Regions from separate parts of the Pan troglodytes genome. Here region 2 is linked to region 1. Evidence: chromatin contacts called from public HiChIP or PLAC-seq data. All regions are on one chromosome and are shown on one strand. The core of a region is the stretch at or near the end of the contact, and the rest is flanking DNA. Distances in the headings are between cores, read along the strand shown. Region 1 holds the start of ENTPD6 (ectonucleoside triphosphate diphosphohydrolase 6). Region 2 holds the start of PYGB (glycogen phosphorylase B).

The links. HiChIP or PLAC-seq counts read pairs in DNA pulled down with a chosen protein or histone mark.
Region 2: a contact with region 1 is called in an H3K4me3 HiChIP or PLAC-seq map of stem cell-derived excitatory neurons, with 8 times the contacts expected there. The contact joins the promoter of PYGB here to the promoter of ENTPD6 in region 1. A contact is called at or near these places in 2 of 7 Hi-C or Micro-C datasets (blood and stem cell-derived neural progenitor cells) and 1 of 1 datasets of contacts at active chromatin or transcription factors (stem cell-derived excitatory neurons).

What each region holds. Positions count from the first base shown.
Region 1 is chr21:31,724,516-31,731,876 of NHGRI_mPanTro3-v2.0_pri, forward strand. ENTPD6 (ectonucleoside triphosphate diphosphohydrolase 6) reads left to right here and starts at 3,845. Exons shown (of 14, transcript XM_063802628.1): 1 at 3,845-4,055. LOC107969977 (a long non-coding RNA gene) reads right to left here and starts at 3,810. Exons shown (of 4, transcript XR_010154089.1): 1 at 1-3,810.
Region 2 is chr21:31,778,206-31,785,397 of NHGRI_mPanTro3-v2.0_pri, forward strand. It overlaps PYGB (glycogen phosphorylase B), which reads left to right and starts at 2,275. Exons shown (of 20, transcript XM_016937584.3): 1 at 2,275-2,673. The coding sequence starts at 2,431.

The sequences.
Region 1 (7,361 bases), core at 2,595-5,094:
GGCCATGCCCCACTTGCACCACAGACGAGGAATGCCAGAGAGCAGCCTGCCCTGGGTTTAACATCCCAGGGTAATGTGATTTGCTGGGCAGTGTTGAAGGACAACCTATTTTCAGCAGGAGACTGGAACTGACCTTGGGCTGTTCAGCCAGTTCTCCCTTATCTCAAGATGCTGCAATCCTAGCACATTCTGCAGTTATTCCTGAGAACTACATGGTAAAAAGGGGACTGGGTCTGTCCAAGGCCACCCAAACTGCCCTGCAGTTGCCCCAGGGATGTTAAATTTCCCTGAATTCCAGGCTGCGCCTGCTCCCAAGGCTTCCGGAGAAAGTCGTAAGATAAGCCCTAAAGAGGACAGCAACGAGATGCTTGAGGTGGCAGCATTCAGGGGAACTCTCCACAACAATCAGAGAGCTGATGGCAGAGGCAGGCAAGGGACATTAGCACCAATAATGTATGCTACAGGCACCTACCATGTTCTAGACAGAGTGCCAGACATGCAGCAGTGAGCAGCACAGACCAACTTATTTGTTCTCATGGAGCTTCATTTCAGTAGTGGAACAAAGAATTTACCAATAAACAAGTCGGCAAACAAGTAACGACGGTTGTTGTGTCTTTGCAAAAATTATGACAATAAGAAAAATATGACATAGGAAAATTACAACAGTGAAAGAAAGCTGGCCTAACCGACTCCATCTTCTAACCTCCAATCTGCCTTTGCACATTCCTGGGCATAGGCCAAACAAATCTGTGGAGAAACTTAGTTTATAATTTCACTTTAAACCAAATATAACAGCCCCTCCCTGAAACAAACCTCCTTCTTGCTTGGGGACCAGACCACCTTTGTGAAACTAACAAATTAGCCACAAGATTAAAATTTATGGGCCGGGCGCGATGGCTCACGCCTGTAATCCCAGCACTTTGGGAGGCCAGGGTGGGCAGATCACCTGAGGTCAGTAGTTCGAGACCAGCCTGGCCAACATGGTGAAACCCTGTCTCTACTAAAAATATAAAAATTAGCCGGGCGTGGTGGCAGGTGCCTGTAATCCCAGCTACTCAGGAGGCTGAGGCAGGATAATTGCTTGAACCCGGGAGGCAGAGGTTGCAGCGAGCCGAGATCGCACCATTGCACTCCAGCCTGGGGGACAAGAGCAAGACTTCATCTCAAAAAAAAAAAAAAAAAAAAAAAATTATGGCTTAGGAGTCATGCAGCCCGAAGCCACAAGATTCCTAACCTCCCTAATTGCTCCAATAGATAATATTACTATTATATAACATAAGATTGGTGTTCAAGGTATTTTTCAGACATCACATTGTGATGGACTAGCCACCCAGACTGGTAAACTGGCTATCTGGTCTTGTGACCCCAACCCAGGAACTAACCCAGAGCAAGACGAAAGCTTCATCTCTTCAGGATTTCATCCCTAACCCAACCAATCAGCACTCACCATTCCCTAGCCCCCTGACTGCTAAACTATCTTTTAAAAACCCTAGCCTCCAGACTGGCACAATCCCAGCACTTTGGGAGGCCAAGGAGGGCAAATCACTTGAGAGCAGGAGTTTGAGACCAGCCTGGCCAACACGGTGAAACCCTGTCTCTACTAAAAATACAAATAATTAGCTGGGCATGGTGGTGTGCGCTTGTAATCCCAGCTACTTGTAAGGCTGAGGCACGAGAATCGCTTGAACAGGAGGTAGAGGTTGCAGTGAGCCTAGACTGCACCACTGCACTCCAGCCTGGACAACAAAGCAAGACACTGTCTCAAACCACCCCCCCAAAAATTCCTTAGACTCCGAATTTGAGGAGAGGCTGATTTGAGGAGTAATAAGCCTCTGCTCTCCTGTTTAGCCAGCTCTATGTGTATCGAACTCTATTGCAATTCCCATCTTGAAAAATTGGCTCTATCTGGGCGACAGGCAAGAAGAAGCTGTTGGGTGGTTACAGTGTGATGAGTGCTATGAAGGAAATAACATAAAAGGTGACAGAGAATAACTAGAGGAGGCCATTCTAGATAAAATGGTCTGAGGAGGTGACATTTGAGCTGAGTATTAAACATTGAGAAACAATCTACGAAGGGAAGATGTGGTGCAAGACCTTTCCAAGCAGTGTATAATACACACAAAAGCCCATGCCAGCAAAAAGATTTTACTTTCACAAATTCTAGAAACTCTAAGAGTAAACAGTGGTGAAAAGAAAGGAAGTGATAACATATGTTGCCGAGTGCAGCAAGCAGAAACAGGGCCATCACCACTTCACGACAGGATCTCAAAATACTAGGAAGTGTAAATTAAAACCGTGAGATATAGTTTTGTCATTATTGGATTGGGAAAGATCCAAAAGTTTGGAAAGACCCCACTGGTGAAGATGTGTGGAAACCCACAGTCTTACACATTATTTGCCAGAGTGTAAATTAGTACAGTGTCTAAGGGGGGCAATTTAGCCATGTTTGGCTAATATATTACTTTAAAGGACATATCCCACCATAGCCAATTCCACCTCTAAGAATATTTCTGACAGATATACCCACATGCATGCACAAAGACAGTCCACGGGATCCAGTCACATTATTCCTAACCCAAAGCAACTGGGAAACACTTCAAGGTCCATCAGTGAAGGCCCGCATAGGCTAACCTCTGTAATAACCAAATCTCAGTGGCAGTGTCCAACCAGGTGCTTGTGGGCGACCTTCCAACAGGCACCGCATTGCCCGGCTGCCAGGCCTGGTCTGTATGCTGTCCCCGCATCCCATACAGCTAGCACTTATTCACCCTCAAAAGCGTCCCATCCTGAAAATAAACTCTTGCCCACTTGGTGCTTCAGGAACCTGGGCTTCTTCCACCAATAGCTCTCCCAGATGCCCCAGTGCGCAGGTGGGGCCGTCCTCTAGGACCAGGCCTGGCTGGGGCGCACCCACACCTCCTTGGCCAGACGCCATGGGCCGGGAAGGGGCTCTGGCCCTTGCGGGAATGAGGGCGCCTAGCACAGGTGTGCACGTGGGCAGCCCCCACCGTGGGGTCCCTAAGTAAGCTGGAGCCTGTGAGCCAGGACAGTCAGGAGTTGCAACCTTGGTGATTTCTAGGAAGACAGAAAATGGGGTCAAGGGCCGGGTGTGGTGGCTTATGCCTGTAGACCCAGCACTTTGGGAGGCCGAGGCAGGCGGATCACCTTAGGTCAGGAGTTCGAGACCAGCCTGACCAACAGGGTGAAACCTCGTCTCTACTAAAGGTACAAAAATTAGCCAGGCGTGGTGGCGCACGCCTGTAATCCCAGCTACTCAGGAAGCTGAGGCAACAGAATCGCTTGAACCCGGGAGGCAGAGGTTGCAGTGAGCCGAGACCACATCACTGCACTCCAGCCTGGGTGAGACCCTGTTAAAAAAAAAAAAGAAAAGAAAAGAAAATGGGGTCAAGAAACGGTGGGAGGAGGGCAGATTTCATGAACCTGCCTGCTATGATGTGGCTGCATTTCCATCATGCATTGTCCTAAAAAAAGAAAAAGAAAAAAATAAAATGTAGACGTGGAGGGATGGGGGAAATTGCACAGGCCGGTCCAGGCTGTGAGGCTGCCCCCTGCCAGGGACGACGAGGGCCAGCTCCGCCGCGCCGTGAGGAAACTGGCCAAGGGAACCCCTTGAATCTGGCGAGGGCCCGCCCTGAGACGCTCGGGGAACCAGACTGCCGAGCCCCCCTCTCTGGGCCGACGCCAGCCCGGCTGTGGACTGGAGAAAACCGCAAGACCACCGCAGAAAGAAAAGCCAGCCACCGCGCCTACGCAGCTGAGACCCCATACTCCGCCCGCGCCTGCGCAACTGGGTCCCCCGACCCCCACCTCCTCTCCCGCCTGCGCCTGCGCGGCTGGGTGCGCCCGCCCCGCCCAGCCTGTGACGCCACGTGCATGGGGCGGAGCCCAGGCCCTAGGGAATCGTGGGGTCGTATCCCGCGGGTGGAGGCCGGGGTGGCGCCGGCCGGGGCGGGGGAGCCCAAAAGACCGGCTGCCGCCTGCTCCCCGGAAAAGGGCACTCGTCTCCGTGGGTGTGGCGGAGCGCGCGGTGCACGGTAAGCGGCGGGCCGGGGCGCTGGCGGGGGCGGCCGGGGATCACCGACTGCAGGCGGGCCTCCCCACGCGGGCGCGCTGCGCTCCGGAGGACGGCTTCGGGGTCACTCGCACCCCGGGTGGGTCACTCGCACCTCCTGCTGCCTTCCTGTCCAGGCTCCATTAGGGCTTACTGGATGTCTGGGCTCCGCTGACCGGTGGGGGGCAAGTCCAGTGTTTTGGGCCACAGGGCGGGCCAAATAGCAGGGGCCTCTAGCCCCAGGGGGCCCCAGCCCTGTTGCGTTCATTCATTCAGCCCGCTTTTGCGGACCCGCCCCCAGTCTGCGTCAGGGACAGGCCCCTCCGCCCTGGATGAGCCCGGCGGGGAAGCTTCGCGTAGCACTTTCTGGGAAACAGGTAGGATCAGGCCGCTCGGACAGGACTGAGGGTGTAAGGACGATTCACCCTGGCATTGGGGTGGTGTCCCGAGGAGCTCATAGGTGGTCAGGGCGGTTCTGCCCGAGCTGACCTGTGAGCCGCGGATGCCCTGGACCGAGGGAGGGAGAGCCCCCTAGGTGGACAGACTAGACTCCTTCAGTGGAAAACATTCAACAGCCAGGAGAGCGTGGAAGAGGAAGGAGAGATGGGAGGGCCCAGGGGAGCGTGGAAGGGAGGGTGTTTTTATTATAAGTGCACCTGTAAGTGCAAAGTGCAAAGGAAGCAGCCACCGGGAAGTGCCTGGGCAGCTCTGGGTGTCCCTCCAGGCACCTGTATTCCAGCCTTACCTGCGCGAAGCCACACATCCCACGTCACACAGGATACGGGGAAGTCAGCCATAGCCTGCAGGCGAGGAATCTGAAACCTCGCGCAGGAGTTCCTTGGGAGAGGTGGATTACAAGGACTCTTCCTCCCACCCGCTGTGCAAGAGCCATGGGCGGCCGGTAGTCATTTTTGAAGGACCTGGCAAGCACTGTACAAATCTCAAAATTGCTTTTTGTCCCCCTCCCCTTGCCTTGGAGAGAGTGGCTGGCTAGTGTGTGTGTCGTCTGCCTCCTGAAGGTTCGGGTAAAGGACCAGGGAGGTGGGCAGCCCTTTGTGTCAGGAGATCTGGAAGCGCCTCCCCTCCCACCGCCTCCTGTGTAAAGGAAACAGCAGGTGGTGTTGACGGGCGGTTCACGCACCGGTTTTTGCCAAGGAGAGAAAAACCTACTGAAACCCACCAGGAGGATGAGTGGAAGTTTCTAATGTGCTTCATTTTTTGATACAGCGTGCATGGCAGGCATTTGCATTCATGACCCTTCCGTGTACTTGAACTGAAAACCTGAAGAAACTGGCCAACAGATTAGGCAGCCATCAATCCACATCAGATGGCCCCTGTATTTCCAAGAGGTGGCCTGCCATCCCCATCTCCTAGAAAGCCAACCAGGGGACAGGGTAGCTCCTACCACCGACAACACTGCTCTACCCTCAGATTCTCTTCTCTGACTCCTGCCTCCACCTGCTGGAGGGTGGCCTCGGCAGGAGCCACACACCTCTCTGTTTGCCTGTGTTGCACCCTACTTCCTACCCCTGCCTCCCCTCAGTCCCCACCCGCTACCTTCCTTACAGCCTCATCCCACCCTGTCTCTCCTTTAAAGAACAGACTGAGATGACATTGTTTTCCTCAAAGAGTCTGTCAGGGAGAACCTGATCAACACATTCACGCTGTGGTGTTAGTGGTTCCCACAGAAACCCCATTTCCTCTCCTGCAGGTGTCTCAGCCATGGGCAAACACCTTAACCTAGTGGAATGAAATTGGTGTTTAGATCTGGGACACAGGTACATGGAGATGACCTGTTCCTTGGGGAGAGGGGATGGTGAACATGATTATAAGAACTCTTCTTCCCACCCTTGTGCAAGAGCAAGGCTGTTCCTGGTTCTGTGCTCTCTCAGTACTGTGTTCTAGTTGGACTCTTGCTTTTGTCTTCCTGAACTTGGTGTGTAACTTCAGTAATTATGTCTATGTAAGGTATGTCTATGTATGTGAGTGTTTTTTGGATCTCTAAAGTCGTGATAAAGCACGTTCAATTTGGGGACTGAAGCCAGGGACTCTTGTGTGCTCCACCACACACTGACTGCAATCTCAGACAGTTTCGTTTACACACATTCCCAGGGCCTTGGTGCTGTCTTAGGGAAACCCAGGGCTGTGAGGCAGGCTTTGTGGGGCGCTGGACACAGGGCATGGCACATAAAGGGTTTTTTAAAATGGGTAGACAATAAATAACGAGCAACTTTGCCTCTAGATTTAATATACCACCTGTGAATCTGATCATGTAGAATATGGTTCTTAGACTAACATAGGACATGATAAGATTTGATTATGGGCCAGGTGCGGTGTCTCACACCTGTAATTTCAGCACTTTGGGAGGCCGAGGTGGGCAGATCATTTGAGGTCAGGAGTTCAAGACCAGCCTGGCCAACATGGTGAAACACCGTCTGTACTAAAAATACAAAAATTAGCCTGGCGTGGTGGTGCATGCCTGTAATCTCAGGTACTTGGGAGGCTGAGGCAGGAGAATTGCTTAACCTGGGAGGCAGAGGTTGCAGTAAGCTGAGATTGTGCTACTTCACTCCAGCCTAGGTGATAGGTGAGAGAGTGAGACTCTGTCTCAAAAAAAAAAAAGTCTTGATTACATAAAGAGGATTTTATTAAACGTATTCACAGTTGTAGGGTGTTACTATTGCTTTTTGTCCTCACTATTCATCCCTGGAGTGTTTCAGAACTTTCTCTAGAAATACTGTAATTTAATTAAACATTTGATGATTACTTAGAAACCTGAAACTTTGGGTTATAGTCTGCTAAGGAAGGGAGGCTGTTGTGGTATGGGAGGTGCTACTTTGGAACGGACATTCCTAGTGCCACGTCTCTTCTCCCAGTCTCAGCTAACGTTGCCTTAATGTGCATCATTCCCAGCCCCAAGCCTGTCACCTCTCATAGGGTCCGTCCTATTTCTGGACCAGCCCCAAACCTGTCACCTCTCATAGGGCCTGTCCTGTTTCCCACTGATGTCCCGCTGGCATATCAAACTCAGCGTGTCGAAAACCTGATCACTGCTGCCTCCTGCCAAATGGCCCCTTCCCAGATGACCTGTTTCAGTTCATGGCCATCACCCAGTCCTGTGGCATCTGTGATGCCTGCATCTTCCTCCTACTGCCCGTTCTCCCCCTCAGTACACTGCTGAGCCATCAGCGGACCCCCTTCAACAGGTGCTGGCTGAGCAGCTGCTGGGATCTGGTTTTGTGTTGGGTGCTGGAGGTTCTGGGATGGGGGCTGGTCCCTACTCCTGGAG
Region 2 (7,192 bases), core at 1,025-3,524, 52 kb after region 1:
GATTGCTAAAACAGATGTCACAGGGAAGTGTATGATGGCCCTAGAAGGCTCAGAAGCCTGACTAGAGTTTGGTCAAAGAATTTTTGTCAGGATCATGGAAAATTTAATAAAGTGTAGCTATGAAAGAAAGGACTTAAAATTTATTTAAGCAGAGTAACAAAGAATTAAAAGTCAATCCAGTAAGAGAATATATAGGCCTTAAATCAGCAACCATTAGTGAAGTCTGTGGCCTCTAGTTTTTCTTACTAAAACTTACTCCACTTACAAAAGAAATATTGTGGAAAAAACAGGAAATACAAAATGTATGGAGAAAATAAGAAAACCCCCCTGATAATTCTTCCATTCAGAAATAACCAATGTTTAGGTTTGGATATACACCTGTGTTTCTAACACAGTAGTCCCTAGCCACATGTGGTTATTTAATTTAAATTTAAATTGACTAAATGAAAGTAATATTCAAATCATTACTGTCATTTCTGCATTACATCCTTATTTTTGTGTTTCATTTATCAGTATTGTGTCATCAATCACACCTTCCTAGCTAGCTATTAAAACAGTCATTCCTTTTAGCAGCACAATGGTTTATGATATTAACTTTGAGCACAGATACATTTTTCTGGGCTTGTGCAGTGGAGCAGGGCTTGGCTGGGGTGAACCTTGGCTGTTTCCCTTATTAGCTGTGTGGGCTTAGGGAAGAGTTAACTTCTCTGTGGCTCACCTTCTCCATTGTCAAGCGGGGGTAATAGCAGGCTATTTGCAGGGATCAGGAGTTAATACGTGTACACTGCAAGTAATGATCAATAAGTGTCAGCGCCTCCATTCTTTGCCAGGTGTGCACCACAGCTGGGGGATTAAACTTTACCACACCACAGCAGAAAACATATTTGCATAACTTGCTTTTTGTCTTCTTAAGCTTTCCTTGAACTCAATTCCCCAGAGTGGTAGAAGTGGTCATAGGGCACTATCATTTTTATGACTTCTGAATTGCCAGATCACCCTCAGAGAGATTGCATCAGTGTTCGGAGCTTGCAGCCAAGCTGGACCCCACAGCCCTGCCATCTGTGCCCGAAGTTCGATCTTGTTGGCTCCAGAATCCCTAGGACATAGTGCAGGAGTGAATCCCGAGCTGGAGCTGGGTGGGCTGTGGGGTCATTCCAGATTGATTAACCTCCGACCTCTGAAGTCTGCAGCTGGAAGGGGCTCCAGGTAAGAAGATAACTTTGAAGCATCACACCAGGAAACCTACTGCACCTGGACTTTCATGACATCTCCTGCGGGCAATTTTTACCTCCATGAAATTCAGTAACCTTTGCAGCCCCTTCAGCCCAAGACCACCAGGAGCAAACCTGTGGTCCCACAAAATCGGGTGTACTGACCCACTGCAATGAGGGAGCGCCTCCCAAGAACGAAGGGAAAGGCAGAGTTTGAAGGGGTTGAGGGAAGGCAGAGTTTAGGTGACCTTTACATGAAGCAGGGTTCCCACAGGCTGAGGCCAGCAGGACTGTGTTCCGCGGGGCCAAGTGCGGGAAGCTGTGTGCAGACGCCCCCTAGCTGGAGCTGCAGCCTGGATTGGGATGACAGAGGCTAAGTCTCGGTTAGTGGCTGAGCTCCCCGGCCAGACGGGCATGTTTCCTTCTCCCTGCTGTAATCTCAAAGCGGACAGCGTCTGCCGGGTGGTTTCGGGAACAGGGTTTCTCCGAGGGCTAGGGGGCTGCGGTCCCTCCGAGGCGGGGTCGTGGTGGCACTTGGCTGTGGCTGCCTCGCGCCCTCGGGAACGGGCGTCTCCAGCTCGCTGGCAGCTGGTTTTCTCCACGTCTGTCATCGGCCTGGAGTGGCAAGCAAGTAGCTGGTATTTTCAGAGCCGCCCTGCCCCGGACAGAGAAGACCGGGCCCAGCAGGCGTTGGTGGATGCCTTTCAAGCTGTAATCAGTTTCCCCGAACGTGTACCAGGTCTCGGCCACAGCCCGAGCCCAGCGCGCTCCCGCGGGGCACCTGGTGACCCGGTGCAGGGCGGGAGGGCAGGTTCCAGGAACCCGAGGGCCGGAGGGCAGGGCCCCCTTCCCGCACCGTCCCCGGGCTGGCAGGCGCGGCCACGACGGCACGCTCCGAGGCCCCGGGTCCCTTGCCCCCTCCAGTCGCTCCCACTTTCTGCCGGGCTTGCCCAACGAGGGGGCAAACACCACTCTCAGGTGGCGTGGACAGGTAGCTGCCGCCTCGGACTACACCAGCGATCTCAGCTATGAGCCTGGACGCCCGCCCCGCCCTCCCGAGGCCCCGCCCCGGCGCGGCGCGCAGGCGCGGCCCATCCCGCCCGCAGAGCCGCAGTGCCGGGCGCCAGAGCAGCGGCGCCAGAGCAGCTGCACCATCCCGGCGTTCGCGTGTGCCGCCGCTTTCCTCCTCCATCTCTTTTCCTCCGCCTCCGCCGGCGCGATGGCGAAGCCGCTGACGGACAGCGAGAAGCGGAAGCAGATCAGCGTGCGCGGCCTGGCGGGGCTAGGCGACGTGGCCGAGGTGCGGAAGAGCTTCAACCGGCACTTGCACTTCACGCTGGTCAAGGACCGCAATGTGGCCACGCCCCGCGACTACTTCTTCGCGCTGGCGCACACGGTGCGCGACCACCTCGTGGGCCGCTGGATCCGCACGCAGCAGCACTACTACGAGCGCGACCCCAAGGTGAGGCGCTGCCCCGCCCTGTGCGCCCGGGCCCGCTGAGAGGGCGCCGGTCCCGGAGCCGCGCCAGCGGGGGTCTCTGCGGGGCGGCCCGTCGGGCGTTACCCGCGCCCCTAGCCGGCCGGCGGCCAGGCACAGCCGACTGGGGAGTCGCCTGGAAGCCGCAGTCGGCGGGGGCCGGGCGTCCCCTGCGCAGGGCCGCGGCCACGGGTCCGCCCCACTGGGAGCCCGCGCCTGGCGGGGTCCGCCGTCCCCCGCAGATGATGCTGAGCCCGGGAGCCTGGCGGACGTTCCTGGTCTCTTTCTGGCCGTGCGCTTCCGCGCTGGCTGCAGAGCCCGTGCTCCCCGCCCCTGCCTCCAGCCACTCTTTGTTTTCCTGCAGCAGCCTGTGGGAGAAAATGGGACTGGAACCAGGCCTGGGCAGCCTTGTGGGTTGGAATGGGGTGAGCTCGGTAATCTGCAGGGAATTGTGAGACTTTTTTTTGTGTACGCTGCTTAGAAGAAAATCACTGAAGATGCCTGCTTCACGCAGGGAGGGGTATGAAGCTCAGAGATGGAGATGGAGCCCTCGAAGAAGGCTCTGTCCAGAGGTTCCCACACCTCCCTTGGAGAAATTTGCTTGGGTTGAAGTTGACAGAGATCATCTTACTAATTGTTACTTTTTATGTCTTGCAAAAATTTGTTTGAGTAGTGAAACGTTAAAGTCACTGATTGTCCCCGTTACTCTTAACCATGTTTACTATGGGCCTGTGTTCTTGCTGTGTTTTTGGTATTCCTAAATATACATACACATTTTTAAAAAGTGTAATGCACATACAGTTTTTTAGATTTTCTGTTTCATTCGTAAACATTTGTAACTTTTTCACTGATAAACAGCTTTGCAGATCAATGGATAGGATGGTAGTTTTCAGTTTGATAGGTACATGGTAGTCTTGCACAGCCCCCTGTTGCCAGTTTTTTGTTGTTGTCGTTTGCTTTTAAACTCTTGACCATGGAGAATTGTCTTTCTACTACACTAACGTAGAGGGAGAACTGGTGAGGAAGACACACTTCCAGACCTGAAGCCACTTGGCAAAGATTTTACTTGCAGTGTACATCTAGGCAGTGAGCACTTGCTTTATGGATTATTTTAGAATATTTTTGTAGGGCATTAAGATATGTTTAATACGGTAATTGCTAAGAGATTGATTGCTTTTCCAAACTTATTCTGGGACATTCTTTTTTCTAAAATAGAGATGGTGAAAGGGACAGATTTGTTAGAATACCAACTGGGGCTCTTCATATTTGGTATGCAAAACATAGAAAGAAGTGGCAACGAATGGCCAAAACAGGTTATAACAAGGGCTTGGGATGACTTTGCCAGGAAAAGCAGCCAAGAAGCAGTGGCTCCCCCAGAATTCCCTGCTGTTGGGAGAGTTCTGATGCACAGCACCATTTTTTTTTTTTTTTTTTTTTTTTTTTTAAATTCTGAGTCTTGCCCTGTAGCGTGAAGCTAGAGTGCAGTGGCGCGATCTCGGCTCAGTGCAACCTCCGCCTTCCGGGTTCAAGCAATTCTCCTGCCTTAGCCTCCCGAGTAGCTGGGATTACAGGCGCCTACCACCACGCCCGGCTAATTTTTTGTATCTTTAGTAGAGACGGGGTTTCACCATGTTGGCCAGGCTGGTCTCAAACTCCTGACCTCGTGATCCGCCCGCCTCGGCCTCCCAAAGTGCAGGAGTTACAGGCGTGAGCCAACGCACCCGACCCGCAACATCATTTTTATTGTCTAAGTGGCGGATGGCAAGGACATAGCTCTGCCTTCACATTCAAGGGCATTTCCTTGGAGCTGGACCAGGACTCAGCTCTACACCTTAGGGTGCCCATTGGAGTATTTATGTATAATCAGATCCTGGAGAGGCCAGCGATGGGCTCAGGGATTACGGAAATGACCTTCATGAACAAGATAGTCCCTGCAACAAAACAGGTTTTTTGATCCTCCGTGAGATCTCTTTTGATTGTCTACTGTGGTGGCTCTGGGTGGAAACCTTTCTCTTAAACCGCACAGTCTGTAAGTCGTAAAGTTGTAAACTTTTAGATCTCACAGTCTGTAAATAAGCTGTGTGCCTATTCTGAATAGGAAGGACATGGAAAATTGGGATTTAACTGCTTCTTTTCGCTAATTCATGATGAAAATAAGCTTGCAATCCTTTCTTTGGAAAAGTTACATGCTTGCTGGTGATGGACCAGCAACCATTCCCACCAGAGCCAATGAGAGGAGGTGTGCTCCCAAGAAAATAACTGCTGTGCCTCCCCCTCAGCCAGAAATGACCTCAGACATTCACCGGCACACTGCAGACTGCGGTAATGTGACGCTCTAGAGCTCCTAAATAGAACGCTTTTATTGTTATTTTTGTCTTTTTTTAAATTATGCAAGTCCTGAAGGAAAAATTATTACTGGAGGAAAAATTAGAAAATATAGATAAGCCAGAAGGAAAAAAATTAACTGTAATCCTGTAACCCACTTCTGTTGCCCACTTTGTGCTGTAAATATTTTGTGTTCTACATTGTTTTTTCCGTATTGGCAGAAACTTGTTTTTAATACATAAAATAGCATTATACTGAACCTATTGTTTCATAACTCGTAGCACTTTATTTGTGGTACATAGCAGAAAGAGTAGAAGTTGGGGTGTTCGGAGGAAGATTTGTCAAGCTTTGCCATGCTTGGCAAATCAGCACGTCAAAACATCTGGCTAACATGGAGAGCTTTGTGCTTGGCAAGAGGTGGCGGTTGGTCATGAAGACATTTAATGGATTCTCTGAAGTGGTGGCAAGGTGGCAAGAAGAGTCCAACCTGAAACTGCAGAGCCTGGGATTGCGCTGCATGGAGAAGAAAGGGTGTGCGTGATTCCACGCTCCTTTTCATCCTGGCCTTTCCATTCAGTCTGTGCAACTGTGGGCTTGGGCGGATTTCTTTGCCATTATTGGCCTCAGTTTTCTCATCTTTAAAATGAGGGGAATCAAGCTGGTGATGTTTCCGAAATCTGTTGCCATTCTGAAATGTTAGAGTTAAAATGTTTCTATTTCATGTTGAATTGACATTCCATCTCTATCCAGAGAGAATTTGAGGGTGCTTATGCTAGATACAGCACAAAAGGTTCGCATTAGAAGGCCTCAGAGTGAGGGTTGGGGTGGGACAGTGAGGGTCAGGACACAAAACACAGACCAGGATCCTGGCAATGAAAGCAGCCCATGCCCAGTTATGAGAGTCACGGGATCCCTTCTATAACATCCTGAAAGGACAGTTGCACGGTTTATTCTGTGGGCCTTTGTGAAGCAGTGTTGTCGATGTGCGGAGCCACTGACCTGCAGCACCCCTGCAGTGGATGTAACAATCAGTTTTTGAGACTCTTCCCATAAGCTCCTGGCATGACTACAACACAGATTAAGGAAAAGCAGCTCTACCTTGGGGCCCACACTGCTGTCCTAAATATTCCTAATGAGATAAACACAATGAAATACGATTAATCTTTTGGTTTGGCTGGACCCAGGAGTTAAAGAAAGATGATCTAGAGAAGTGTTTTGCAGACCCTTCTGCTCTGTGATCCCCACTTCTGGGATTTGTTTTAATTAGTCAGTTGTGGTACCAGCCTCCGGAATCCTAACACTCCCAATTTTTCTGATGTATTTCCACTTTTATGTGTGAAGTTGAGCTTGCATCTCCTGGGCAGGCTTCCCTGACAGCAGATCGCTCAAAGTCATTTTCTCTGACCAGTAGCTGATGGTGGGTGCTGTTTTGTGTTGCTGACAGCTAGCCACTTGGAAGGTAGGCCCCAGCTGTCATTTTAGCAGATGGAGAAGCCTACAGTGTGTGCCTTCATTTTCTGCAGAAGACAGCCTGGCCTCTGCCCTTGCAGGCTGTGGTGGCTGGTTTTATGTGTCAACTTGGCTGTTGTGCCTAGATAGTAACGTGGATGTCCCTCTCGGGGGGTGGGGGGGTGGTGTTTCCCACACTGACTGAGCATCTTACAATTCAGTTCCGTTCTGATGCTGTCTACCTGGATGTAGCCTCGGATCCCACAGGCTAAAGGCTCAGTCCCACAAGACTTCTCCACCCCAGATGTCAGTTGCACATCAGGACCTCCCTTCTGACCTCTGACCGACAGCCTCCTCAGGTTTGATGATTTGCCAGAATGGCTCATGAAACTCAGGGAAACACTTCACCTGCGTTTACCAATTACTTACAAAGAATACAACCCAGGAACAGCCAGATAGAAGATATGCAGAGGGCAGGTCTGAGGGAGGGTGCAGGGGCTTCCATTCCCTCTGCAGGTGCCACTGTCCCAGCACCTCCAGGATTCACTGAACTGGAAGGAAGCTCTTCCATCCCCTTCAGTTGGGGATTTTATGGAGGCCGCAGTTACCTAGTGTGATTATTGGCCATTGGTGATGAGCTCAGCCTTTAGCCCCTCTCCCTTCACTGGAGGTTGGGGCTGGCGGGAGGGGTGGGCCTGAAACTTCCAACCCTCTAATTACAGAGCTGGTT